3 separate regions of the Mus musculus genome follow, and regions 1 and 2 are each linked to region 3. Evidence: chromatin contacts called from public Hi-C and HiChIP or PLAC-seq data. All regions are on one chromosome and are shown on one strand. The core of a region is the stretch at or near the end of the contact, and the rest is flanking DNA. Distances in the headings are between cores, read along the strand shown. Region 1 overlaps Dgkh (diacylglycerol kinase, eta). Region 2 overlaps Tnfsf11 (tumor necrosis factor (ligand) superfamily, member 11). Region 3 has its middle 100 kb from the start of Gm30662.

The links. HiChIP or PLAC-seq counts read pairs in DNA pulled down with a chosen protein or histone mark. A called contact is a pair of places that touch in the nucleus more often than the background predicts.
Region 1: a Hi-C map of CD4 T cells shows a contact between it and region 3, with 3 times the contacts expected there. The contact joins two enhancer-like sites. A contact is called at or near these places in 1 of 484 Hi-C or Micro-C datasets (CD4 T cells) and 1 of 9 other capture datasets (pancreatic islet).
Region 2: a contact with region 3 is called in a RAD21 HiChIP or PLAC-seq map of pro-B cells, with 3 times the contacts expected there. The contact joins two enhancer-like sites. A contact is called at or near these places in 4 of 15 datasets of contacts at CTCF or cohesin (CD8 T cells, the NIH/3T3 cell line, large pre-B cells and 1 more), 12 of 484 Hi-C or Micro-C datasets (CD4 T cells, CD8 T cells, Th1 cells and 9 more) and 9 of 115 datasets of contacts at active chromatin or transcription factors (the 230-238 cell line, CD8 T cells, DN3 thymocytes and 5 more).

Annotation. Positions count from the first base shown.
Region 1 is chr14:78,617,652-78,621,683 of GRCm38.p6, reverse strand. Dgkh (diacylglycerol kinase, eta) reads left to right here. Exons shown (of 30, transcript NM_001081336.2): 9 at 1,810-1,912; 10 at 3,002-3,161. Among named protein-coding and RNA genes, the nearest start is that of Gm26251, 16 kb to the right of the region's middle. Within about 2 kb of position 2,528, at least 25 of the 459 cell types and tissues checked have an H3K27ac peak or open chromatin away from gene starts, as enhancers often do.
Region 2 is chr14:78,288,475-78,293,113 of GRCm38.p6, reverse strand. All of the region lies in intron 2 of Tnfsf11 (tumor necrosis factor (ligand) superfamily, member 11), which reads left to right. Among named protein-coding and RNA genes, the nearest start is that of Tnfsf11, 17 kb to the left of the region's middle. Within about 2 kb of position 3,208, at least 27 of the 459 cell types and tissues checked have an H3K27ac peak or open chromatin away from gene starts, as enhancers often do. A contact at or near this core is called in pro-B cells, where this site is marked.
Region 3 is chr14:78,430,516-78,434,635 of GRCm38.p6, reverse strand. No RefSeq gene overlaps it. Among named protein-coding and RNA genes, the nearest start is that of Gm30662, 100 kb to the right of the region's middle. Within about 2 kb of position 2,510, at least 49 of the 459 cell types and tissues checked have an H3K27ac peak or open chromatin away from gene starts, as enhancers often do. A contact at or near this core is called in pro-B cells, where this site is marked.

The DNA of each region.
Region 1 (4,032 bases), core at 1,279-3,778, 190 kb before region 3:
CCCATGGAGGCCAGAAGACAGCTGTGCCAGATTCCCTGGAAGTGGAGTGACAGGAAGGTTCTAAGTCCCCTTCCCTGTGCTGGGAACCGGGCAGCTCCTGCTCTCAGCCACTCCCCGTCTCTCCAGCTCCTGGTACAACCTACATTTTAAATCTTCCTTTCACCTGCCATTTCTTTTGGGGGCTCCGTGCTCCTCCCGATTCCTGCTGCCTCTGTCAGCTGTGCATTTATTGCTGCTTCTCTCCTCTGGGGCTTAGCTGTTCATTTCTGACTTTTCGAAAGCACATCGATATGTGCTGAATGGTTTCATAGAGGCTTTGTGCAGGTTGTCTTCCTCTGCAGTGTGTGTGTGTGTGTGTGTGTGTGTGCATTTAGAAAAATAGTATAGAATGGCATTGCTGTTATAGGTGATGCATGTTGGCTTTCTGGAATGTCTTTTTTTCTCTGTTCTTCCCTGGCAAACTTAACTGTGACCTTAATTATTTCCACCCTATCCCATGTCAGTTACACATGCTGGCCTCTCTCGCCGTTCCCTGAGACGGCTGTCTTGGCCTCATACATCCTATATGCTTTCGCTGACGGTGTGCTTGCTTTGCATGAGTCATTGTACATGAGGATGCCCAATGCTTGCTACTGTCATCTAAAGGGCCAACAGAAGCCGGAAGGTCTACCACCCTGGTGGTTCGACGTGTACTGTAATGAACAGAGTCTGTCCATGTTAGCCCTGCTCTCCCCAGGCAGGGTTGCGCGGATCTCTTTCTGTGCTGCTCCACGATTCTCACACATGTTTAATTTTGAAACCGTCTCACCAAGCAATGGTTTAATCTCAGCACTCAGGAGGCAGAGGAAGGTGGATATCTGAGTTCCATGCCAGCCTGGTCTACAGATGGAGTTCGAGGATAGCCTGGGCCACACGGAGAAACCCTGTCTTGGCAAACAAAACAGAACACCCTCAGAACTACCTGTTCATGTTAATTTTTCTAGAAAACATTTTTTTGTTAATGATTATGTCATAGTTGAGAATTGTCCCCAGATAGGTCATCGGGAGAATGAAAGTCTTCATCACATTTTAGTTATCCTCCTGAAAGGTTTGGCTTAGTCAATGCATGTATGTCTTAAAGGACCAATTAAATAAAGCCATATTCAGTCAGTGTCCGTGGAACGTCTGCTTGACTAGCTGACATGTTTAAAAGGCTCTGTAGATGGGCACACAAGCTATTCTGAGAAGCCACGCTCCACCATGGTGAGGTAACCCTGTGTTTCCTCGCTCAGAATGTCTCTAGTTGGCTTGAGTCTTCTGCTTCTTTCTTGCAGGGCAGTGGTCTAGCTGAGGAAGGAGTCATGCATGTGCTTGTATCAGCACACATAAATACATAAGCTAAGATAAATTAGACTAGGAGGTTGTAGGATCACTGCAGAAAGAGCTTGCACATGGCAGATTTTATTTATTTTTATTAAATTTTATGACCATGACATTGAGATACTGTCCCTCCATCCTTCCTCTTTCTTCCCTCCCCACTCTCCCTCTCTTCCTCCTCCATATCATCTCTTCCGGCTTCCCTCCACTAAGCATGCACTCACTACATAACACTTACTTTAGATAACCATAGGAGTAGACTGCTCTGGGCAGAGTCACTCACATACAGTGCAAGCTTATTTCCCAGAAGGGTAAATACACCTTCAGTGGTTTCCTAAACACTGAACATTTTGTGATGATGTTGATCCTGAACAGACAGGTCTGTCGGGGTCATTTATCACGTGTTGGTTTGTTGTTTTTACAGTTCTTGAAGGTTTCTTTGTTTATTGTCAGGTGCACACTGCCTGCAAAGATGTGTACCATCCCGTCTGTCCCCTTGGCCAGTGTAAAGTCTCCATCATACCTCCGATTGCACTAAATAGCACAGACTCTGATGGTACGTAGCAGTAGTAAGTATGTGTATTTCTAGCGTATTTACTGTTGATTGAATTTCATATGATACATTGTAATTGATTATTCTGGTCAGTTTTTATAAATGCTGGACGGTATATTTGGTTGCTTAATTAGTTGATTCTTGTGATGCTGGGCATAAATGATCCTGAAGAGCTAAGCATACGTCCAACCACAGAGCTACATCCCCAGCTCAAATGAATATTTTGAAAGGAAAGTTGTAGTGCAGCCATTAACACTTTGGCCAGATCATTGTACACAAGACTTGCAGGTTATTGGTTTTTGTTTTTTTTCACATCCCAACAAATGAAGGGGGACCGTCATTTTGTACTGAACTCCTGAAAGGTTAACGTGTCTGTGTTCTCTCACCATAATTGAAACTGCCCATTAGCATGGGCTCCTATTAAGATTTGCTCTCCTGTCATTTAATTGCAGGAATCTGTATTCCTCTAAATGCATTTGCTATTTCTAGAATCTGGCCAGGGCTTAACTGTAAGTGCAGAGGAGACTTTGTGACATCACCGGTTTTAGAATGGGACACTCGTTACTTCCTCCTCTGCACGCCACGTTACAAATGGCTTCTGCAATGTGTCGTTTTAGTCTTCTGTTGTGCTTCCTGCACAGGCGTGTAACAGCTGTGCAGATGGCTGCGAAGCTCAGGGGATGTGTTCTTGACAGCTCTCCCCACCCCCAATAGATCCTTCATTCATTTTAACGTATTTTCTTAGACCTATACAAAGAACAATTAGAATATTGTAAAATACCAAGTATGGGCATGAGTCGTTTGAGAACTGTAAACCCTTAGCTTTCCTTTCCTTATCAAGATTGGTAAGGTTGGTGGTTATTGTCTGTGATGTGGTTCCTCACTGCAAAGTATATGCTAAAACATGAGTTTTAGATTGCTAGGATGCAGATACTGAACCGTTTAGCCAGGGGACTAGGTTACGGTGATGCGCCAGCATTAAGGAAGGAAGGTTCCTTGCTTTCACCCATTTTTCTTCCTTTTCTGAATACCTATTAATAATTGAAGAGAGAAGAAGTGCATATTAATCTTGTCCCGGGCTTGTTTTTGCAGGTTTCTGTCGAGCAACCTTTTCGTTCTGTGTCAGCCCCCTCTTGGTGTTCGTCAACTCTAAGAGTGGAGATAATCAGGGAGTGAAGTTCCTTCGTCGCTTTAAACAGTTGCTCAACCCAGCTCAGGTGTTTGATTTAATGAACGGAGGGCCTTATTTAGGGTAATTCATTTATGATAAATCCTACTCGAGTAAAATTCAGTTCTAAGCATGAGAGAGATGTGCCTGGCTCTGCTGCTCATGAAATTAATGTCCAAGCTAGGTGGTAGTGGCGCACAATTTTAATCCCAGTACTTGGGAGGCAGAGACAATTGGAACTCTGCCTTTGGAGGTCCAGGACAGCTAGGGCCACACTGAGAAACCCTGTCTCCGAAAACCAAACTAAACCAACAAACCTAGAAAAATTACACTTTCCGTTAGACATCTTTGTTGCTCTCATGCGTCCCTACATTTGAGCTTTGTCGACTTTAGGTTCAGTATTGTTCTTTTTGAATGGTGCTGGTGATTGACTCTATAGAAGAGCAGGCCCTCCTCATTAAGTTATGGCTCTAGCTTAACTTTCTCTTTATCTGTTGTTGTTTGTTTGTTTTGTTTTTTTGCTTTTTGAGACAGGACTGTGAGGCCCTGGCTGAAGTCTGTGAGAACTAGGCTGGCCTGGGACTTACAGGGGATAGCTTGTCTCTCCCTCCTGAGTGCTGGGATTAAAGATATGCTCCTTAATTAGAGATTTTAACACAAAACTTCCTGATGTTATTCAGCTTTCTGATATCAATTCCAAACTTGTTAGCCTAACTTTCAAATTCTAAAATGTGTACAAAAGTATTTTAAGTGTATGTCACATAAACTTGCATAGATGTAAAATACAAATATCAGAGACTTATCTTCATAGAAAATACACACACAGTGCATGACCTAACTAAAGGGGGTCTGTTTAGTACTTCAGCCCGGAAGGGTCTTGGGCTGACCTTGATAAATGCTAAGGGAATTTTGTTGACCGTTCTGTGATGCTGTATAACTTAAAGTCTAAACATGA
Region 2 (4,639 bases), core at 1,959-4,458, 140 kb after region 3:
TATCATTTCCGGCCCATTTTGTTTAGTTGTTCTTCCAATTGTCTCTCAAAATGAAGTGCAGGCATTTCTCAAAACAGGCTCCCACTAACGCTTGCCCACCTGCCTGTGTAATCAGGAGGCCGTCTCGGATACACATGGAGTTTATCTGTACACCAGGTATATGCACCCAGATTGGGCCTGGCTCACCATAGGTGAGCTTTTCAAGGACCCGTGACTTTTATTTATGCCCCCAGTGGCAGGCATGTGGTAATACAACTTGAAGCACAAAGTTAATGAGTGACTAACCCATATCTATCCTGAATTATGTGTCACGTTGTGTATGGGCAGGGTTTTCATCGCTATGATGAAACACCATGATCAAAAGCAAGTTGGAGAGGAAAAGGTTTCTTTGGCTTACATATGAGTGTTCGTCATGGAAGGGAGTCAGGGCAGGAAATTAGAAGTGGCTAGAACCTCGAGGCAGGAGCTGATAGGAAAAACACAGCAGAGTGCTTCTTACTCCCTATGTTGGCTTGCTCCCTATGGCTTGCTTCACTTGCCTTCTATAGAAACCAAGACCACCTGCCCAGGGATGGTCCCACCCACACGGGGCTGGGCCTTTGATCACTAATTAAGAAAATGCCCTACAGGTTTGCCTGTAGGTCCATCTTAGGGAGGCGTTTTTTTCTCAATTGAGGTTCCCATCTCCCAGATGACTCTGCCTTGTGTCAAGTTGACATAAAACAAGTCAGCACATGCGGCTAGTCACTTATCAGAAGCAAGTCATGTTGTACACTCATAAGATTTGTTAGGGTTGTGGGTCTCCAGTATAGTCTGTTTCCAGAGGGCAGCTTTCTCTCTGTAGCCGTGAGCCTGTTAGGGGCTTTTCTCTGGTGGCCTCTTTCCATTGTCCTCCTCAGTGTCTGCAGCGGCTGGTCTGACATCTTGGCTGCCCTGGGACTCCTACTCATAGAGTATCACGAACAGGGCTGGGAGACTGTGAAAGCCATCCTTTTGTGAGGAGGCGGTGTTTGGTGATGTAGAAAGCTCTGCTAGTTAGTGTATGGCTGGCATTCTTGTTGCTGTGGACACAGCAAAGCAAAGGCACGCCACACTCCTCCGTTGAGCCCCTGCATACCCCCCCTCCCCTTTAAAAATGCGTAGCATAATAGAAGACACTTTAAAGTTGGGCTTTTACGAAGACTAATACCGCTGTCATAAGGCATTTGCTAAATCAAAGCCCAAGGAGACCTTTAACCACTGCAGAAGCTTCCTCATTTAAACCATGAAGGTTAAACAATAAAAACTAATTTTCTATTCCCAGAGTACCCATTGCCCTTCCAGGAAAAGCATCACTCTTCTTTATGAAAACAAGGACGCATAGCTCCTCGGGCGGGCTCTCGGTGTAGAAAGTACATCAGCAGTTGTAGAACGTCTCTTCTGCTCACTCCTGGAAGAAATGGTACCCATGTGGCCGTCACGGCCAAGTTCTTCACCAGGAGCTTTCAAAGACGTCCATGGCATTGGCTCAGAGAGCAGGAGGAGGTCCGACCCTCAGGTTCAGTGGGTTAGAAACCCCTTCTGCCTTTGCCCTCTCCTTCTTTTCCTGAGCTGCTGGACTTCATCCCTCCCTCATGGGGATGGTGAGGAGTTGTGTTCATTCTGAGAGCTCTCCCGGGGCTAAGGTGAGGGGCATCTCTGGTGACAGAAGAGGGCTCTACAGTCTTAGCTTTGGGGACTCAAGGACTCCACCTAAGGACCTGCACCATCTTAACTAAGGACAAATAACCATCTCTCTCTGGGTATGAGCTTTAGGGTCAGGGAGAGCCGAGATAAGGATTCTAAGTCCTGCTCTGGCAGGGGTTGTACAGCGACACGGTAGTTGCTCTTCCAGTTCTTGGAGGTGAAAAAGCTTTGTGCCTAAAGATGACTCACTGAAGGTACCACTAGGGCATTCTGGCTAGGTACAAGACCAAACCAGGAACGATACACCTTGCAAGTCAATGGGGAACCAAAACAGAAACAATATTCCTTGCATGTTAAGGGTTCTTTTTGCATTTAAGGCAGTTAAAAATAAGTTCCTGTTTGTCCTATGTTAAGCCCTTGCAAATTAAGGTTTCTATTTGTAATTAAGAATAGGTTTCTGTTGATAAGTTATTTCTCCGCTGGTCAAATGAGCCAATTCCAGCCAGATTAGATTATATTAAAGAAAGGTTTGTTGGGAAGCTACTCTTGGGCGAGTTCTCTGGCCCCTGGGAAGGAGGCCAGGGAAGTCGCCATTGGAAGAGAGAGAGGAGAGGGGGGAACTAAAGAGAGAAAGTGTGCATGAACAGAGAGAAGGGGAGAGAGAGAGAGAGAGAGAGAGAGAGAGAGAGAGAGAGAGAGAGAGAGAGAGAAGAGAGGGAGGAGAACAAAATGTGTGGATTATATAGAGAAGAGCCCCTAAGGGAAGGGCAGCCCAGCCCCTGGGCTGGAAAGTTCACGGTTGGGGGCAGAGTATGCCAGCTAGGGACTGAGGGATGCTGGGAGAACCTGGAGGCCAGGTCTGCTTTGGTGTGTAAGATAAGCATCTCAGTCCCTTGACCCAGGATCTGGAACCAAGCACCCATTTCTTAAATCTGATGTAAACTGCAACCCCGTGTACGTGATGTACACTGTACCCTCGTTCCATCCCTATCATTCTTTCTAACAATGTATATAATAGCCAACTCTCACCCCTGTGAACACCTTACCTCTTCTTAAAAAAAAAAAAAAAGGAATTTCATGAGGCCAGCAGGGGCTGCTCTCTTGAATCCTGAGACTTAGGGTGAGTCATCTGGCTGACGAGTTCGTGGTGCATCCCAAACTACAGCTTGCTTGCTTTAATTGGACAATCGTGGATTTGGTCTTTTCTCCTCAAGATTCTCAGGTTTAGCAAAAGGAGCAGCAGGTATCAATGGTGCCCATGAATGGGAAGCCAGGTTCTGGCACCCGGCACCATCAGAAGCAGCTCCACACAGTACTGCCGGCATCTACCCACAGTGCTGCCAGCATCCTTGAGGGAGGAGGTGGCCCACAGGGGAGGAAGAGCTATGAAGCCAGGCAGTCAGCTCAGTTAACAGCTTATTGCTTTCTCTACACCCAAAGACTTCAGATAGCAAGTGTTCCAGTTTTCCCCTTGACCAAAACAGTTTCTAAGTCTTAAGATGTGGAAGGACAGTGGGATACGCCTTGCAAAATTCCTATCTCCTAATCGTGTACTTGGTTGCTTTGGCAACCAGCTCCCATCCCTTGAGTTATCTCATTGGCATGAATAGGTCTGGTTGAAAAAGGTTTATGAATAACAGAAGATGCTCCTATCCCCCCTCTCCCTCCCTCCCTTCCTCCCTCCTTCTCTCTCTCTCTCCCTCTCCCTCTTCCTCCTCGTCCTCGTCCTCCTCGTCCTCCTCGTCCTCGTCGTCCTCCTCCTCTTTCTTCTTCTTCTCTCTGTCTCTCTGTGTCTCTCTGTCTCTCTCTCTCCCTCCTCCTCCTCCTTCTCTCTCTCTCTCTGTCTCTCTCTGTCTCTCTGTCTCTGTCTGTCTGTCTGTCTGTCTGTCTCTCCCTCTATCTATCTTGCAATATCACAGAGGCCCAGTCGTGAGGGGGCCTTATAAACCTTAGGACTGTACTTGTTCCTGAAGTCACCAAGTGATTTCAAGAAGAGGAGGGACAAGTTCCCCTTGTACTTAAGATGCTTTTTCCTGCCACCATCCATGCATCTGTCTGTGGCACAAAGACTGTGAGATTAGGTAGGAAGAGGCAATTGTCTTCCTGAGGAGTGATGGGATCTTGATGCTGCAGCCTGGGCCCGGGAGGAGGAGATAGGATTTCTGAGCTATTTACCAAGTAGAAGTCCACAGGACTTCCCAGCAGGAGTGGGAAATGGACTATTCATTTCCAGAAAGAGCCGGGAGTGTGGCATTCAAGTGCTAACTGGCTGATGAATGCACTATTCTTGTAACTAGGTTGGAGAAGAATTACATGAAGGGTATCATTAAGATGTTAAAATGAATGCATTACATATGTTAACAAGTGTATGAACCCTGTATTATATCTGGCAAGCGGGGTGTTAAATCCTTGTTCAACCAGCCAGATGTCCCTGCAGCTGCTGTGGTATTGCAGAGGGAGGCAGCCACCTGAGACCCTTGCTACTGACTGCTGCGATAGTGTCTAGTGTCGGGAGCATCTGGCTGTACAAATTGCTTCTCCCGTGATTTGATTGACAGGTACCAATGGATCACGTGATTCCTATCACAGTCCAAATGGGATTTCAGACTGATAAACCCAGACTCCAATAACTTGACCTTTTACATGGAACCTAGGCAGCTGGGACATATATTTTTATTATTTAGAAGGATGGTATCCAGATTGCAGTCAAACAAACATAAAACCAATTTAATCTTATATACTCGGGGTCTTGTTCCTAGTAGTTAGTTATTTGGCAGTTTGTAAAGGCGGTTTAGAAATTGGTTGGAAGTGTTGAAATCCCTAGAGCCAGCCAAGGACTTTCAAGTACAACTCAGAGTTTGGTATTTATTCTTACCAGTGTGGCCTCCCATAAGTGGGCCCAACTTCTCAAGATGAGCAGCTATTTCCTGGGTTTGGAAAAAAAAAACCAACAAAAAACCAACCCTCCTAAATC
Region 3 (4,120 bases), core at 1,261-3,760:
GATCTCCGTTTATGTGCTCTGGGCATCCCAGCTTGCTGTGAGTTTTTCACATCTGGTACACAGTTGACGCTGGGTGACATGGATGTTCTTGCCTGACCAGTATTTACTCCTGTCCTAGGAACTGGGGATATCTCTTTTGTGGAGAACATTTTCTACAATCAGAGCAAGGCATGTTCTGCCTTGGAAGAGCCTACTTAACCAAGTAGTTTAGAGACAAGCTTATTGAGCAAGTAGACCCGTGAGACAATTCTGGTGGTATGATTGGAAATTGCTCTCATTGTACTGGGATCCAAGCTGACAATGGTCCACCAGGTGGAGACAGAGCAGAGCTCTGAAGACACTGAGACCTTAGAGCCAGCGGGGCTCGAGATCAACGGCACACAGGTATGCAAACCCACAGATTTCTTTCTTAGTTTATGCTAACTTGAGATTGAAAGTATCTCAGCCCATATGTGTAGGGTTTAGGGGTTCAAAGTCATTTCTCAGATGTTGATGAAATCTACTCCTCTGATACACATTCACCCATCTGGGCCCCACCTACTTATGCACGTCTGATTTTTAGACATTCTCAGCTGTTCATGAAACTCAATGGATAGGCACTGGCCTTTCTTTGGTTGCCTAAGGAGACCACAAAGCAGGGTGTCTTTTGGCTCAGGAGCCATCTAGGAAGTGGAGTCATTATGTTCCTTTTGCAGAAAGGGTCAGCAGCAGAGGATGTCCCTTCAGGACACCTGGTGTACAGCTCTCTCACTTAAGAGTGCCCACCTCCCCCCATCACTTGGCTCAAGAAGCCAGAGTACCTTTTCCGCAGTGAGACTGACTGAGAAGGCAAGAGCTCCTGACTAAGTCTTCACTCACCGTCAGCCTTGTTCTTGCTGTGGGGAAGAAAGAACTCAGAAGCCAAAAGAGCATAAGTGGCTTCGAGACTCTACAAAGAAGATGAAGGAAAATGTCTAGTGGCTTGTGCTCTGTGTAGTAGGGGGTGGGTGTCTGTGGAACAGGTAGGCTTTCTGGGAGTGACAGGGTAGAGATCTTCTAAGTGTGTCTTCTTCCATCAACAGTTGTGGATGTTCTTCGTCGAGGCCCACAGAACGGTAAAGCTGGGCACGGCATGTGCAGCTGGCATATAAAACCAACTAGAAGAAAAGAGGAGGACTGCTGGAAGACCAGGACTTTGTTCTTTTCCATAAGTCACAGTCCAAGGGTAGCCCGAAGTCCTACTATGGGTGCCACAACAACACAGACTATCTTTAGGGAGCAGAACACGGGAACCTTAGGAGGACAGGACAGCCAGTGACAGGGAGGTGGTGTTTTATTAGCTAGAAGGTCTTTGAGGTGGGCGAGCAAGGCATGGATTGTAGGGAGACTCTAGACCTCTGGTCCTGACCTGGGTGGAACAGGGAGTGCTGGAGTAAGAGAAATCCTACAGAGAGGTGATGGGATTGCCCACTACAAAGAGGGCCCAGTATGCAGAGCCACCACTGACATTGAAGCAGGAAGGGCACTTGGAGCCCTGGGAGAACAGGATCTCTATCTCTCTGTTCAGGAGGGAGATGTGACTGCCTGTGAGGCTGTACCTTCTGCCTATTTTTTTACAGTGCACAACCCATTTCTTCTGCCACCCTTGGCTTTTAATCCCAAAACAACCAGGGAAGCCGTTAGTTCTTAGTTGCTGTTCAGTTTAAGGCAAACAAACCTGGGCAGAGGGCAGACATGGCTCTACCCCCACTGCCCTGACTCCTCTGTGCCCTGCAGCTCTTTGCATCCAATTCCTTTTTGAGAGCTGAGGTTAGGTTTGCATTCCTAACCGAGAAAAACCCCACTCTGTCTGCGGTGTGCCAGGATTCTCTTCTGTCTCCTGTTGCTGGCCTCTGCCCCACCTGAACAGCTAGCTCTTTTGGCTGGCCTTTGTTGACACCCACCCCCACCCCAGTGGGGAGTTTTGGAAGGTTTCATGACACTCATTCGCTTCATTAATTCTATGCTTAGAAAAGAATGGGAGGATGTCACTCTAGGAATGTCTTTTATGACACATTTGAGACCTTTGAGAGATGGGAACAAAGGGGACAGCAAAACACACACTGTAAATTATTCATTTCATCCACTCCATCTGAATAATATGTCTGTGTGATGCTCCAAGCTCAAAAACGCAGAGCCAGAGCACCTAGCACAGTAGTCCATGCAAGCATGTGCCTCACAGACCCAACAGCATGCCTCACGGGGCTAAGCAGAAATGAGAGAAGCCTGTCCATTCTGATGCTCATAAGAGCTCCAGGCTGAGTCTCTCAGGAAGCTGTTCAGATGTTCTTAGAATATCCATTTAAACAGGGCTCTTGGGGCACAGACAGATGCAATTTCATTGTGGATCTTTGCAGATACGTGGTGTGTCTCTGTAGGTACCCAAACCTGGAGTCAGGCATGAAGTTGGAGGGCCTTAGTCGATCTATGCATGGTTTGTCAGTTGCTTTGTTCCGGGTCAGGGAAATGCTTAGCAGCCTATTTTACAGTCTTTCTTAGAACCGGGTGTCTGCCACCAGCAGCACTTCCTGTGTCGAGCCAGCATCTGCATGGTCTTCTGTGAAGAGACTTCCTTTATGGTACCTGGGGCAGATGCTGCCATGGTCATAGGAGTCCTCTGAGTTTTCCCTGTGATGAGGGGCTAAGGCTGGCTGGCAGGACAGAGTTTCTGCCTCACCATTGTGCTAGTTGACCGAGTTAGCTAAAAAAAAAAAAAATCCTTAAAACACTCCCAGAGCATGTTTTCATTTTTTATTTTTTTGAGAGATGAATATTCTAAACCATGGACGCTATAAAAGAAAAGGCTACGGCTTTTACAAAATTGGCCATGTTGCATGTCTTTTAAAATAATATTTAAAAGGCTAGAAATTATGGTTACAAAAATATCCCTGCTAATAGTTTACTGTTTGGTTTGAGTGAGTTTAGCTTTGAGGTGTGGTAGCTCTGGAAATTTATTGTGAGTCACTACATAATAACCGGCTGCACCATCAGGCATCAGCCCACACACAATTTTCCAGCCCTGAACTTTCAGTGTTTCCTACAAAATGAAAATAATATAGTCTCGTGTTTTATTCTAGGGATGGGGCGGTTGGCACTGCTTTAGGCTATGCTGAAGATTTGTGAATTTGATGTCTCCTATCAAATTAAGATGTATTGAGGAAGTATCTAGTTTTTAGTTGGCAACACAAACCTCCTGTAAGGAAAAACTATGCAAATGCAGTCTAATGTCTGGATGCTGATTTCCTCTTCTGTGGGTTATTGCTTGACCTGGACCATCATCCCTCTGAATGGCCAGCCCAGCTCTTGGAGTCATAATTACACATTGGAAGAAAGGCTAACCCAGAAAACACAGATGGTTCTCTTTCTGTATGTTTTATTTATTTATTTATTTATTTATTTTTGCCTTTCTTTTCCTTGCCGTCTGCTCTGTTTCTGGAGTTAGAGAATCATGGTTGTACTTTCTTCTATGCCAAAGCAAAGACACCATTATGCAAGGAGTAGTACAGAGAGGTTTTCTTCTCTCTCTGTTCCAGAATCTTAAGTTTTAATGGTTGCTCAGTTATAAATGAGCCCGTGTCTTAGTTACTTTACTGTTGCTGTGACAAAACATCATGAGCGGAAAAAAAATGTTTAATGGATTTATAGGGTCAGAGGGTTAGAATCTATGATGGGGGAGCAAGGCATGGTGGCAGGTGGCTGGAGAAGCTGATGAGAACTAGCATCTTGAGAGAGAGAGAGAGAGAGAGAGAGAGAGAGAGAGAGAGAGAGAATGAGAATATTGGGAATGTCATAAAAACCTCAAATCCTACCTCCAATGACACACCTCTTCCGACAAGGCCATACCTTCTAATCCTTCCCAAACAGTTCCACTTTCTGAGAACCAAGTATTCAAACATAGGAGCCTATGGGGGGCTCATTCTTATTCAAACAACCACAGTATGGAAAGCCTCAAGTATTTCCTGAGTGCCTTGTTTTATCCGGGGTACTTTATTCTGAACCTTTGCTCCATCTGTGATATATTCTTATCTCATCAAAACCCATCTTAGCCTTCGGCCTTCTGCTAGAATTGCTCCTTCCTTGATATCCCAGCTTGATGTCTCTG